2 separate regions of the Hordeum vulgare genome follow, and region 1 is linked to region 2. The links are chromatin contacts, called in public Hi-C maps. All regions are on one chromosome and are shown on one strand. The core of a region is the stretch at or near the end of the contact, and the rest is flanking DNA. Distances in the headings are between cores, read along the strand shown.

Region 1 (7,642 bases), core at 1,416-3,915, 230 kb before region 2:
AAATTAGAATGAAACAATGATAAAGTTCAGAGAGAACTTACACTGAAATAACTGGCAAACGATTCATCAGGGGTATCAGAAACTACAGCTGTAGCTGATGGAGGAGGTTCAAGGGGACCATCTATGGCAGAGGATGTAAGAACAGCCTCTAATTCCTCAAACTCACTGTCACGCACCAAAATGATTCAGCAGAAGTACATTCAATACAGAACTCAAAACAAAGCTCCAATTACAATAAAATTGGACAAATGAACTCAAGAGATGAAACAAGTTTAACATTCACAAGTACAGAAGAGAACCTTTTTATAGATGACACTTTCGGCTTTGGGGGCACTTTGGCGTAAGCATTCAGTATCCTGCCCGAAAAGGATTGAAACAAAATTTCTTACTGCAAAATGAATAGCAGCAAACAACAGCTATATTGTGTACTAATTCCTGCCGATAGGATAGAATCATTTATTGCAGCTACTGATTTAGATATTGGTGAATGTGTACTTAAGACAACAAATAGTTCAAAGACCACATACTAAGGACTAATTAAGCAGTTCAATGCCTAAATGCAAATAGCATTGTTTATAAAGCATCCCGCTTCAGACGCTTATGCATCGCTTAAGCTTAAGCGACAAGGCGCCCTGGCAGCGCCTTAGATATTTGCCCGCTTTAGGCACTTAGGCGTCACTTAAGCATTAGAGCGGGTGGTGCTCGCTTTAGGTCGCTTTACCGCTTTATAAACAATGGCAAATAGAATATTCGACAGTTCTCAGTATTCGACAGTTCAACTAGAGTAAACAAAACTTCCAAAGTCAAATTCTTCCTCCAGTTTCCTAAAGATGTCATATTTTAATGTTTGCATGATCCTAAAAACTTAAACTTTCACCACTTGTTATTACAATATATATTTGGTGTTCGCCAAACTATATACATTGTGTGCGAGTACGTAAACTGAACAGCACTAAATACTAAATATTTTAGTACCGAAGATAACAAAAGTGGGGTGATTGGGTACACTGACTACACACTTGTAAAAAGAAAAATAAGGCACTGACCCAGGAGGGCGGGGGCGGGGGCGGGGGGGGGGGGGGTACACAAACTTTACCTTCCAAACAAACTAGCAACAGCTTCACACTCCTGTTGGTTATAAAACCAAATGCCATTTACTTCCTGTGTGGCATTCCGATACAACAAATATGGAGGCTGGAGTTCGTATTCAAAATCACTCAACAAATCCTCCACGAGATTATCTGTCAAATATAGAACGCGATATTTTCATGGGCCAATCACTTTACTTTATATACCATAGAAAAAATAGCATCTAGGCAAACTGAGGAGTTGTCAGTCTATGGCTACACTCTAAATACCTTGTAAAAATACAAATCACGAAAACACACCTATCTTACTACAGTGAGAAACAGAACGCCAAACCCCAAAAATTTTGTCTACTCAGACATGAATGACAAACCTTGTTCACAGTGTGTTCACATGGGCATCTGTTTTGTGTTTATGTGACAGTTCACATCTTTTCTCCACACTAAATCTATCTAAAACATAATAAGAATTTAGATCGATACTATCTTGATGTGTATCAGATTTCTCCAGTTGATCCATTGACCAAGAATTAGTGCTACAGGCCCCATCAGATTTGTATATGCAGCCATAGAGCTACTGCAAGATCCTAAACTTTCTAAGATCATCTCTTCTTTCTTTTTTAGCAAACTCTAAGATCATCTCTGATCCCTTGTAACAATATCACTGGAGAGTTAACTATCAGCCTGAATAAAAACAGCGTCATAAAAATCTAATTACTTGTTTTTTAATGTGGCTCAGCATCGCCGATAAATGCAATTTTTCAGTGCCGACCAAATCTGTTTGAATCAAGCAACATACTATAACCAATTCATTTTAATCTAACTAATGCACTACTTCATCAATAATGATCCAATCTACTTAACACAAGTCAATCTTAGGATTTAGGACGCACTGACACAAAAGAATGTTCCATCGTGATCTCTATCCTATTTGAAGGACCCAGCGTACTACAGATCCTTCTGCTCGTGCAATATATAAACTAGTACGTCGGTAATCAAATACAGTACGTACGAGAGACCAGCCAACCAACTTAGATCAAAGATGCACGTACCGGTATTGCGCCTGTTCATGACGATGAACTGGAACCTCGGCTGTGAGTTCCTACACGCAATCCAACGCAATCCTAATACAATTAGCTGCTGCACGCGCACAAAACCCACATATAAACCCTAAACACGTTTTCCCCAATCTGTCTCACCTCTTCACCACGAAGAGCGATCCCTCCACGTCCTTCCGGCTCTGCACGAAACAGAAATAAAATCAGATCGGAACGGATCGTGGTCGAGTGCAGCAAAGGCATCGGACGAGAGAGGAGCCCTCACCCACTGGTTGAGGTCGATGTTGAAGTCGTAGAGCGTGACGTGTGCGGCGGTGATGAGGATGTCTTCGACGGCGGGGTCAAGGCGCTGCAGGACGGTGAGGTTAAGCAGGCGCGTGCCCTCGGCGTCCATGGCCAGGTTCGGCGTTACTTTTCCCCCGTTCGGGTGCGGCTGCGGCGGCGGTGGCGGCGGCATCGCGAGGTCGCCTCCGGGTTGCTGGGGGTCGGGGTGGGGACGGGGGATCTGAGAGCTATCGAGTATCGAGTGGGATGTTTGCTGTTTGTGGAACCGTCACACCATAATAAGACGACGCGGATCGCCAAATCGCTCTCAAATATTATACGGTATCGCATAGTCCGGACCCTATTTGTTGTAAAAAAAAATAGTCCGGGCCTTTTTTGTTTTTTAAAGAATTTTGATTAACAAAAAAAATATATATCCATTTTATATCTACTATCAAAAGACTCGTGCGTTGCAACGGGTATATATAAAATAACCCAAATACTAAATAGTGTAGCTGTACTATTTTGTTGAAACGAGTGCACCTTCACGCGGAAGTGTGTAGCAAGTTATTCCACTTTATTCTGGTTTTTTTTCAAAATACTATAACTTTTGACCCAAGCTTTAAAACGATGATTCGTTTTCACGGTTGTGTTTCTTACGATGAACTCGTCAAAACTAGATCTCATATGAATAGGTTTCGACAAAAAAAATTGAACAACTGTGGAGTGATATTTAGGCAACTTTAGTGCTAAAGAAAAGTAACTTTTATTAGTGTGCGTAGTATGATTGCCTATCAACGAAAATTCCTTCGAAATTATCTATCATGACTATAAGGTTAAATAACTTCACCCTTTAGCCACCATATGGCAAATGTGGTCAGTTATTTCCAAACTTAAATGGTTAAATTATGTGTCGGATGTGCATGCTCAGCTCCACATGCGTTGGATATCCATTAGTTCATGTATGAAAAAATCTAAAAGGCTATAACTATCAAACCGTGTGTCGAAATTATGATATGTTTTCACCGTTGGGTTTCTCGTGACGAACTCTTCAAAACGAGATCCCATATGAATATGTTTTGAAGAATTTTTTTCAAAAACAACTCCAATGGTATATGAGTCAAATTAGTGCTAAACAGAAGCAACTTTGATGATAGATAAATTGCATCATGTGTGTACACATGGATTGCTTGTTGAATGCACTCGAGTTACACAAAAAACACTAAAAGTTGCTAACTTTTTGTGATACTCGAGTGCAATTATGGTAACTATTCACAAATAGCAGGCAACTGAGCATTAATGGCAGGCAACTAAACATCAAATGTAGGCAACTGACCATCAGTAATAGGCAACCGAGCATTAAAATTGAGCAATTTTATAGTATTTTATAGGCAACTGAGCATCAAAATTGAGCAATTTCATAATATTTGTAGGCAACTGAGCATCAATCATAGGCAAGTGATCATCATTATTTAATTATGTAAAGCTTTTAGAGGTGAATCTAGTCAACTGTTAGTCGTGGTAACCAACTTAGAAGAATTCTTCATTGATAGATAGCCATACTAAGGGGAAAGGAGTTGCTTGCCTATAGGACTAAAGTTGCCTCATCTAGCACATAAAGTTGCTAAAAAAAAGTTTGTCAAAACCTATCCATATGGGATCTAGTTTTGAAGAGCTCGTCGTAAGAAACACAGCCGTGAAAACGAATCGTCATTCTGACGCTTGGTTCAAAAGTTATGACTTTTTGAATTTTTTGAAACGCTAATAAATACACGTGGTTGGTTGTCCTTAGGTGCGTCCACTACCGCGAGCGGGCGCTCATGCACTCGATAACCACGTCCATCAAATAAATTTAAGATTTTTTGTGGTAACTAAGTTTAACGACCGGCAGAATCGAGTTATAGGTTCTAATCCATCTGTTTTTACACTACTTTGATCAATACAATGAAGTAGCGAGTAATTGCATGTGATATAAAAAAGTAGCCATTAATTGCATGTGACGGTAAGTTGTCATGGACTTTCTTTATTAAATTTTCATGATTCGTGTCAAATTCCTGAGCATGAGGCTTGTCTACTTGTACATAGTTGCAAAAAAGCTCGACGAAGCGGCAACATCCGTAAGTGAAAATTGAATTTTAGCAGTAATCTGGCTGCCATATTGTCTTTAGCCGGGAGATTATGGATATGTCATCTGACGTGCACTTGGCCCGGACGATTTCACCGGGTTGTTCTTCAAAATATGTTGGGTACACTGTTAAAGTTGACCTGCTTTGAGTGTTTCGGACACTGCATGCCGGGAGGTTTGGTTCCTTCGATTGCCTCAATTCGTCTCTGATCACTCTTCTCCCAAAGAAGGCGGATATCGTTGATTTGTCGGACTTCACAATGATTAATCTCATCCATTTGCTGCCAAGATCTTCGTCAAAATCCTCTCAGGCAGGCTGGCACCCCTTCTCCCATTCTGATCTCTAAGGCTGAGTGCGCTTTTGTGTGTGCTAGAAATATCCACGAGATTTTCAAGCTCGTGAAGAATACGGCGAAATTGTTGCATGGAAGGAAAACCTCCGCGGTCTTGATGAAAATTGATATTTCAAAAGCCTTCGACAACCCATCTTCGGAGTTTTTGCTTGAGGTTCTCATGAGAAGGGGCTTTGGACGTCGGTGGTGCTCGTGGATATGTGGGCTCCTGGCTTCGGCCTCCTTTAAGGCGATGATCAATGGTCAGCAGTCTAAGGCCTTCGCCCTCTATAACAGCCCGAGACCGACGCTCTAGAAGATTCCCCTTTTATTCCATTGTCACTTTGTTAATTATTTGTTTGTCGCATTCATCATCGCATCATGCGCATCATTCGCATTGCATCGACACTCTGTTGCCACCAGTTTTCAAAACTCGGTTCCGTTGTTAGTTGCTGGTTCTCTCCGTTTTCGTCGTTGTTCGTTTTCAGTCCAACCACACATGCACGCGCATGCGGCATCGTTAAAATATTGTTTTTAAAAGTGTATTTAAAATATTCTCACATTGAGTTAAAACTTGGCATGAGGTCTTATTTTAATGTAGGTAGACCACCTGCCAAATTTTGGCGTAATCGGAGTCCGTTTGATACCTGAACGGTCGAACGCAGCGGCACCGTCATCGGTTATAGTCGAACATTTTTTGGTGTTTAAAATCTTGTGTCAGGCCGCAAATTTCTCTCTCTTCTTAGCCCACAAACCCCTCTACACATCCACTAAGCCCTATATCCTAGCCCCTAGCCATCGCCGGAGTCGTTCGATCGCGATCCTGCGGTCCGAATTTGGACGAAATCTGTAAACCCTAGCTCGTTTCTATATATAGACAACAACCAGCCCTGCCTCAGGGTCCGTGCCCCCCCCCCTCAAACCCTAATCGCGTAGCCTCTCCTCCCACCTCAGTCATCGGGCCCGTGAAACCCATCTCAGGCCCGCCGCGGGCCCGGATCTGTCGCTGCTCCCCGCAGCCAGGAGGAGAGCTCCTCATCGATATGGATCGGGAGGGTGCCTCGTATCCCGTGCCTCCCGCTCAACCCCGCCGTCCCTTCTCGTTGCCGGCGACTGCTGGAGGACCACTAGCCTCGTTGGGCCTAGGCACAACCCTCCTTCCTCCCTCTCCCTTCTTCTTCCTTCCTTCGTGCCCCCCTCACAGGATTTCTCCCTTTGCGCCCGTAGGTGCTCTGCCATGGATGCCCGCCGAGGTCGTCTCGCGTCTCGCCGCCGGAGTCCGCCGGGAACGGGCGGATCTGGGCAGCCCCGCCTTGTTGGAAATATGCCCTAGAGGAATAATAAATTAGTTATTATTATATTTCTTTGTTCGTGATAATCGTTTATTATCCATGTTATAATTGTATTGAATGAAAACATAGATACACGGATACATAGACAAAACAATGTCCCTAGCAAGCCTCTAGTTGGCTAGCCAGTTGATCAAGGACAGTCAAGGTTTTCTGACTATGTGCAAGTGTTGTCGCTTGATAACTGGATCACATCATTAGGAGAATCATGTGATGGACTAGACCCAAACTATAAACGTAGCATATTGACCGTGTCATTTTATTGATATTGTTTTCTGCGTGTCAAGTATTTATTCCTATGACCATGAGATCATATAACTCACTGGCACCGGAGGAATACCTTGTGTGTATCAAACGTCACAACGTAACTGGGTGACTATAAAGGTACTCTACAGGTATCTCCGAAGGTGTCCGTTGAGTTAGTATGGATCAAGACTGGGATTTGTCACTCCGTGTGACGGAGAGGTATCTCGGGGCCCACTCGGTAATACAACATCACACACAAGCCTTGCAAGCAATGTGACTAAGTGTAAGTCATGGGATCTTGTATTACGAAACGAGTAAAGAGACTTGCAGGTAACGATATTGAAATAGGTATGCAGATATCGACGACCAAATCTCGGGCAAGTAACATACCGAAGGACAAAGGGAATGACATACGGGATTATATGAATCCTTGACGCTGAGGTTCAACCGATAAGATATTTGGAGAATATATAGGATCCAGTATGGGCATCCAGGTCCCGCTATTGGATATTGACCGAGGAGTGCCTCGGGTCATGTCTACATAGTTCTCGAACTCGCAGGGTGTGCACACTTAAGGTTCGATGAGGTTTTAGTATAGTTGAGTTATATGTGTGGTTGCCGAATGTTGTTCAGAGTCTCGTATGAGATCACAGACGTCATGAGGGTTTCCGGAATGGTCCGGAAATGAAGATTGATATATAGGATGGTTTCATTTGGTCACCGGAAAGTTTCGGGCAATTCCGGTAGTGTACCGGGAGTGACGAATGGGTTCCGGGAGTTCAGCGGGAGGGGCCCACCGACCCGGGAGTGAGCCGAAGGCCCTAGGGTGGCACCACAAGTCCTTAGTGGGCTGGTGGAGTCAGCTCAAGGAGCCCATGGCGCCACATAAGAAAATACCAAAAATAAAAGAAAAAGAAAAAGGAAAGAGGGAGGTGGGAAGGAAGGAGTGGACTCCTTCCCCACCAAACCGAATTGGGGTTGGAGTCCAACTCCTCCCCCTTGGCTGACGCACCTTGAGGCCTTGTGCCTCAAGGCTAGCCCCTCCCCTTCCTCCTATATATATTGGTGGTTTAGGGCTGAGTTGAGACACAACTTTGCTACGTGCAACTCTAGCCTAAACCACATAGTTTTACCTCTAGATCGGATTTCTGCGGTGCTCGGGGCGGAACCCTGCAGGAGTAGA
Region 2 (6,753 bases), core at 4,034-6,533:
CTTTCCCAGCGAAGTCGCAAATAAATGTGTTAACACACAAACACGTCACGTGTACCCTCGAAGTCGGGGGTGATGCACCGCAGCTCACGTCGAAGGAGATCCGACCGACAGCGTGATACGCAGACAGTCGACAGGTGCTTTTGAAGACCCGAAACCCCATGCGCCCGGAAGGGACCCCGTCTGGATGCACGGCGGCTATGGGCTGCCCTAGGTCGGTTCTCCTGCCCCTAGAGCCTCGAGGATCGCTGCTCTCCAACACGAAGAACGGGCGAAGAACGAGAGAGAAAGAACAAGGAAGAGATGTAAAAACTAGGGTAAAAGGTAGTACATTGATTTATTCGATTGTGTGTTGTTCAATTGGCCACCACCCCTTAGGTATATAAGAGGCGATTGGACTTCCCGTGCAAGAAAAGGGCTTCAATTCACGTCCAAAACCCTAGTCCAATTCAAATTTGTTTGGTCCGAACTTTTCAAAATTGTTTGGTAAAAACTGGCTGCAGCTTGCAGGTTATTTTGGTGGTAGTAAACGACCTCGGATCAAAACTAGGTAAGAAGTAAATTAACCGTTTCGACAAGGCAAATAACTTTCATGTTGAACATTTTTCACTTAGAGGCCATCTTCAGGGCCAAATCGATTGCGCAAAACGGACTGTTACGCGCGTTATCCATGAGACACCATGCGTGATGGGGCGGGCCAGTCTTGCCTCATGACATGACCGTATTCAAATGGCTCTAACTTTTACATGCGATTTCGGATTGAGGCGACTTTTATATTAAAATCGACCGTTTCGATGAGACGCACAACTTTCATGTTGAAATATTTTCCATCACAGATAACCTCAATCAAGTTTCATGACATTCTTTAATCTGGTGTCTATATGAACATCTCAGAATTTGTCATAACTTTTACATCCGAGCTCCGTCTTAGACTAGCTTCATATCCATCTTGATCTTGTCGAAGAAAGCTATCTCATGATGACTTTCAATCATAAGTTTGAATTAATTTTCACATAGTTTTAAACAACTTTTACGATTGTGTCGCTTTTAAGCGTCAACAGGAAGCTACAAGGCTGGTACTGGGTATGGTTGCTTGGGGTTTGGACTGCTTGGGGTTTGGGTCTTGCTGGTTAGGACTAGGCTTCCACATTAAGGCTGTGAGCAGGGCACAAAACGGTACTTTCTTCGTTTGGGTTTATAAGTCACCTTACGTTGTGCACCGCGATCAAGACGAAAAAAAATATATTTATTTACTAATTAATATTATTACATGCAATGAACTAATCATTGCATGATGTATTAGGTAATCCTAAGTTATTAAAAACATACCTGTCTCACGTCTTTTATTGATTGATTGTTTTATTCATGACTAAAAGTTCATGACTAAAAGAATAAGAAATAAGATGAAAATTAATGAACCATGCCTAAGTTAACAGAGGGAGTAGCCCATTTGGCATATAACGCATGACGTTAGTCCAGTTGCTGTCACACGTGACATGTGCGTCATTTTAAATCATTAATTTAAGTAATTAAATATACATTATATGAAGAAAAAAAATCTTAAGCAAATATAGTTTTTTTTTAAATGTTAAGAGGATGTAGTTTTTAAATATACTAGCAAAAAAATCCGTGCGTTGCAACGAAAGAGAAAATAACACACGCTTTGAACGCAATATATTCTCATATGACATCACATTTGTGTTGCCGACGATGGCCATCATCAGAAGTTCAGAACCAAGAGGAGCGATGTGTGAATCCCTTGCATACATCAGAGAACTCGCTCAGATATAATTATAAAAGAAGAATGTAAGCTTAGTACTCTGACATTAGCTTTATCCAGTATTAAACCCGTAAGCATCAGTGACAATGGGTCCACATTTCTTACGAAGTAAATTCCCGCGGGGTCGCGGGGTTATACAAATGCCATCAATAACAGTCGAGCATCGATGAGCTACAAGTAGATAGGCGATAAGAGTGTAACCCATAGTGAACATTTCCAGCCACCCCTCTGAAATCTGAATGCAAACGGGAAGCATTCATAAAGTCAACTCACAAGCTCCATCAAGCTGGCACCACATAGAGCACCAACTTTGCCGCTGTATATCGCTGGTATGTTACAGGCAAAGTGACCAACTAATCGATTGGATCCAATTTCAATGCCGTTGCACCATTTCAACTGACAAATCTGCAAGACTATCAATGGCAGGGACTGCCAGGGGAGATCCCATGAGCTGGAGTCGCGATCTCTGGAGCTAGATGGCCACCTAGCAGTGGATGTGTGAGAAGAGAAGCGGCGGGGGGAGCAACCCAAAGCACGCACCGATGAAGGCTATGAGGTCGGGCCTCTCCGCTTCGATGAGCCGGCGCAGGAACCGGGTCGTGTTGAGGTCGGAGCAGCGCGCGCCGCCGACCTCCGGCGCCACGTCCCGGCAGCGCGTGGCGGCGCCGTTGCCGAAGTGCATGTCCGCCACCTACGAGCAAGGGTCAGCGGGCGAGGCGCGGGCATGCAGGGGAAATCAGGCGAGCGAGCGAGCGAGCGAAGGTGCCGACCTGGAGGATCTTGAAGGCGCCGTCATGGCGGAAGCGGAGGGGCAGGGAAGGGGATCGCTTGACGCGGGGCACGGCGGCGCCGGGGTCCAGCAGGGCGGAGAAGCGGAGGAGGACGAAGGCGAGGAGGCAGGGACGAGGAGCGAGAGGAGGCGGGTTGATTACCTGAAACATCAGGGAGTTTTCTGAAAAATGCAAAAACGGCTCGGCTGTGACTACAAGATGGACCGCGGGCTGATTATCTAAAACTGTGAGGACTTTTGTGCAAAATGACAGAAAACGGTTCAGTCTGACTTAAAATTGGATTGTGGGTTAATTACCTGAAACTGCAAGGGTTTTTCTGCAAAATGACCGACGACGGAAGCGCTACGCGCTTTATTATTAGGGGAGATATTTTTCATCAGGGCAGATATTTTTCATCACATAAGCATGTCTTGTAAATTCAGCCGGAGTGAGTACCAACGGATAGTTACCGGCAACTGTGCTAATAAATGCATCTGACTGTACTCCGTTTCACTGTGCAGCTGAAATGCGTACTCTCAAAATAGACCAAAATGTACACTAGTTCATGAGCATCTTGGCGATTCTGTTCGGACGAGTTTACAGGATCATCTGGACCCTAACCCGAAACGAATATCCGTAACCAAACCAGATAACAACGTAAGAACCGAAATGAAACGACCAGCTAGAAAGAAGAAAATCAATAGTGTCATCCCCCGTCAATGGCGTCGATCGAGACCTACTCGTCTCCAGGACGACCACCGAGATGCGTCTGCTTCAGCTTCGTCAGCTCCTTCCTCCTCTTTCTCGCCTCCGCCGCCATCACCGCCCTCTCTCTGTCGCCCGCCACAGCACGGCTGCTGCCGTTGTCGGCGCTCGTCGCACACTTCCTGTCGACGTCAAGCCCCAGCGTGAGCGAGCATGAGTCGTCGTCGATGTCCTCCTCGGCCGTTCCGCCGCCGGTACCCTGGCTGCCGCCCCCACTCGTCGTCTCATGGAGCGGCTGCGCGTAAGATGTCGCCGGCGAACCATGTGGGTCGGTGACGACGGGGTAGTACCACGCGAAGGGCGGAAGGCAGAGCGGCGGAGCGTGTGCAGTGCTGGCGGCGCCGCCCGGGTTGTTGGCGTTCGGGTTGTACGGCCAAGAGCCCCACACATACGGCACGCGCACGGCCGAGGGCCCAGCTGTTGTGTAAAGGAATCCCGGCGCACGGGGTGCGTCCAGCGGGGCCGCCGTGGACACCGTGGCTTCTGCCCGCTGCTCCGCTGGTGGCGTCGTGTCCATAGACGTTACCACCGGCGGTGGCGCCTTCTCCGCCGTCTTCGCAGTAACCTGCAGATGGAGAAACGCATTCACGGTAGTCAGGATCACAGCAAGCTTCGCTCCAGGTGTTTGGTTCTCTTTGCACGCAGAGGGACGATTCAAAAACGCCATTGGTAAAGCTCCGAAGACCTGGACAAGCCGGCAAAAAGCTCGTATGAACAAGCAGGACAACCTACCAGTAGCTACTCATACGTCTCTTGTGGGCATGAGCAGTAGAAGAGCTGAAGCGTGTGCGGCAACTTTCGGCCACAAATTAAAGAACAAAGATATCTTGGCAGAAAGCCAAATATAGAAACACGCATGTCGTTTTATCCATACATATGGCATCAAGAACTACGTACAGTTGGGTACTTCAGTTCCAATTCGACTATGACTTGTGTTTCCGATGACTGCTCGATGGCCTAGCGACTAAAAGTCCGGAGTACTACTGTTACTAGTTACTGGTAAAGTGCAGTCATGTGGCTCGCTTTCAGGGGAACAACTGGAGGCTCCGAAGATGCTAGATTCTGTCTGCCCTCACACTAGTAGTAAGTATACTTATAAAAAACAATAAAGATCGCTAGAATAATGGAAGCGGCAGATGATGTCGTGCCTGTTCTTTCAGCTGCTTGTTCGTCTCCTGGAGTGTGAGATACTCTTGCATCACTGCCTCCTTCTCCTGCGCAACAAAAAAAAAAGGAGAATTAACATGGGTTGATTGCCATTCTTGCTGCTACATGAATCTATCGGTATACCTTCTTCATGCTCTCGTTTTGTGACGACAAGTCCGCAACTTTCCTCGCCAGCTCGTCTCGGATCGCCTGAATTAAGACAAACACTGGTAGATGAATTGTCATAGATGCTAGAATGAAAAACTGATATGAAAGACAAGAGGTTATAACCTGACGGCGGAGTATGGTTTGGCGCGCAGACTCCCGGTTCGCGAGCACGCGCCGCAGCCGCTTTGCCTCCTTCTCAGCCTGTTGGATTCGCACAAGAAACTAGGGGTCAAGTAAGAGCCAGCACCGGTTTGCGTCCATGCGACATACCCTACGTGCCCCGGTGAGTTACCTCGGTGAGCGTGTGCCGGGGCCTTGGGCCGTAGCCCCCTCCGCCTGGAGCCGCCACGGCGACCCGCGTCTGCTGCGAGGGACACCCGGCGCTGGAGCTACTGGAGCACGACGACGCCTGGATGCCGACCTTGCCCAGCTCCAGGGTCAGCCTTGTGCTCGCCAGCTCCTCCTCCTCCTCACGGCTGGCGCCATGCTGCGTGTGCGTGCCCTGCACGGCGGGAAGAGTTGCTGCCATGTTGGCCAGTGCCATGGCCGCGTCGAGCTCGACGTCGCCCGAGACGCCTCGGCGGCATTGCCGCTGGCCGCTACGATCAGACATGGGAGCAACCGGGACAATCTTGGCATCTGCAGCGGACAGGGGGTGGGAGTGGATGCCAAGGCGAAGGGAAGGGCGGCGGCCGGTGCCCTGCTCAAGTACACCTTGCCCTGGCCCGTGCCCGGCCGCCACGTCTCCACGCCACACAACGTCACATAGGTAGCGCCGACACGTGGCGCACATGCGTCAGCCGTACGCTCACTTCCTCCCGGTGGGCCATTAGCGTCAGTGGGATGTGGTAGTATGGCCGCATCAGACTTACACGTGGACCGCTGCACAACCAGGAGGAGGAGCGCATGCTCGGTGCTATCGGTGGGCGTGGGACCCAAAAAGGTCAAAATGGAGCCGCGCTGTCAGTGAGAGGAGCAAACAATGCCGCGTGTGAACGGGACAGGACAGGCTGCGAGCGGGAGGGAACGGCCTGGAAGACTACGCTTGGCTCGGTCGGTTCCGTATTATACTCCCTCAAACCTTTAAATCTAAAATCTGTTTTAAATGTTGAGAATTGGTTATTTTTAACATTTTTAAAGATTAAAAAACAGAGACAAAGAATAGAACCCTCAAACCCAACCCTTAAAACTGTCATTTGACATATCACAATTTTCACTAAAAAAACACAATCAATCTTCAAACAAACACGGAAATGAAGATCATTGATGCATGATTTGATCGGTACCGGTGCTTGCATCCAACCCCACATGTGCCTAAGCACGAACCAAGCACAAAAAGTTTTGTCTTGCTGCCTCTATAATGAAAAAGCATACACAAACAACGACCAAACACATTACAGATTCATAGGCTATTAATTTGTGTAGAATTCATCCTGAAACTATCTATTCATTGTTTTCCCGTATTTATTTGTACCATTCAACTAAGTTTCAAATGTGATCTAATTCTCCAAAAGACTAGAGAAGTGGGCATATTTAAAAAAAATGCTAAATTCACGATTCCCTCTCCCCCTATTGGAAATTAGATGTTACCACCTCAAGCTCATAATTTGATATAATTTAGTCTTTGGCTGTAGTATAAATCAAGATAATTCTCCCAAGAGATTAAGGACAAGTGGGCATACATTCAGACTTCACCTCTCAATGAGAAGATCCGAGGGATTTCAGGTTACAACATATGCACATGAGGCCAGGATTTAGATACTTGAGGAGCTGCAGCAAATTTTTTGAAGTGGACAGCAAACATATGAAAGCGGATAAAAGATCACAAACACCCACTGACGAAATTTCATCAGGAGAAGGACGAGGACGAGGTAGCGGTTGGAGGGTGAGCCGATGACCATGATGACCTCGTTGAACTCGTTGCGGTTGGAGGCGAGGAGCACGAACTCCTCCTCCCTATTCCCCAGACTGCTGCTCGGGCTCGGCGGTTGTGGCCGCGGCATCGTTGGGGGCGCAGCGGAGCCCAGCGGCGCGGCGTGGGAGGAGCGCGAGGCGGACGGTGGGGCGTGGCTGCCGGAGCTTGGCCTGGCCGGCGCCCACCTCCATTGTCGCGGCCACCACCGACGG

The links. A called contact is a pair of places that touch in the nucleus more often than the background predicts.
Region 1: a contact with region 2 is called in a Hi-C map of seedling, with 3 times the contacts expected there. The contact joins the promoter of LOC123395679 here to the promoter of LOC123398695 in region 2. A contact is called at or near these places in 4 of 6 Hi-C or Micro-C datasets (leaf, seedling and an unstated tissue) and 1 of 1 datasets of contacts at active chromatin or transcription factors (embryo).

The regions. Positions count from the first base shown.
Region 1 is chr5H:272,036,669-272,044,310 of MorexV3_pseudomolecules_assembly, reverse strand. LOC123395679 (mRNA-decapping enzyme-like protein) reads right to left here and starts at 2,665. Exons shown (of 8, transcript XM_045090710.1): 1 at 2,409-2,665; 2 at 2,285-2,325; 3 at 2,138-2,187; 4 at 1,097-1,241; 5 at 300-356; 6 at 42-165. The coding sequence starts at 2,600.
Region 2 is chr5H:271,805,881-271,812,633 of MorexV3_pseudomolecules_assembly, reverse strand. LOC123398695 (bZIP transcription factor 16-like) reads right to left here and starts at 5,283. Exons shown (of 4, transcript XM_045093144.1): 1 at 4,919-5,283; 2 at 4,750-4,827; 3 at 4,603-4,668; 4 at 4,337-4,526. The coding sequence starts at 5,239. The coding sequence ends at 4,428. It overlaps LOC123398694, which reads right to left and starts at 4,061. Exons shown (of 1, transcript XM_045093143.1): 1 at 3,075-4,061. The coding sequence starts at 3,979. The coding sequence ends at 3,284.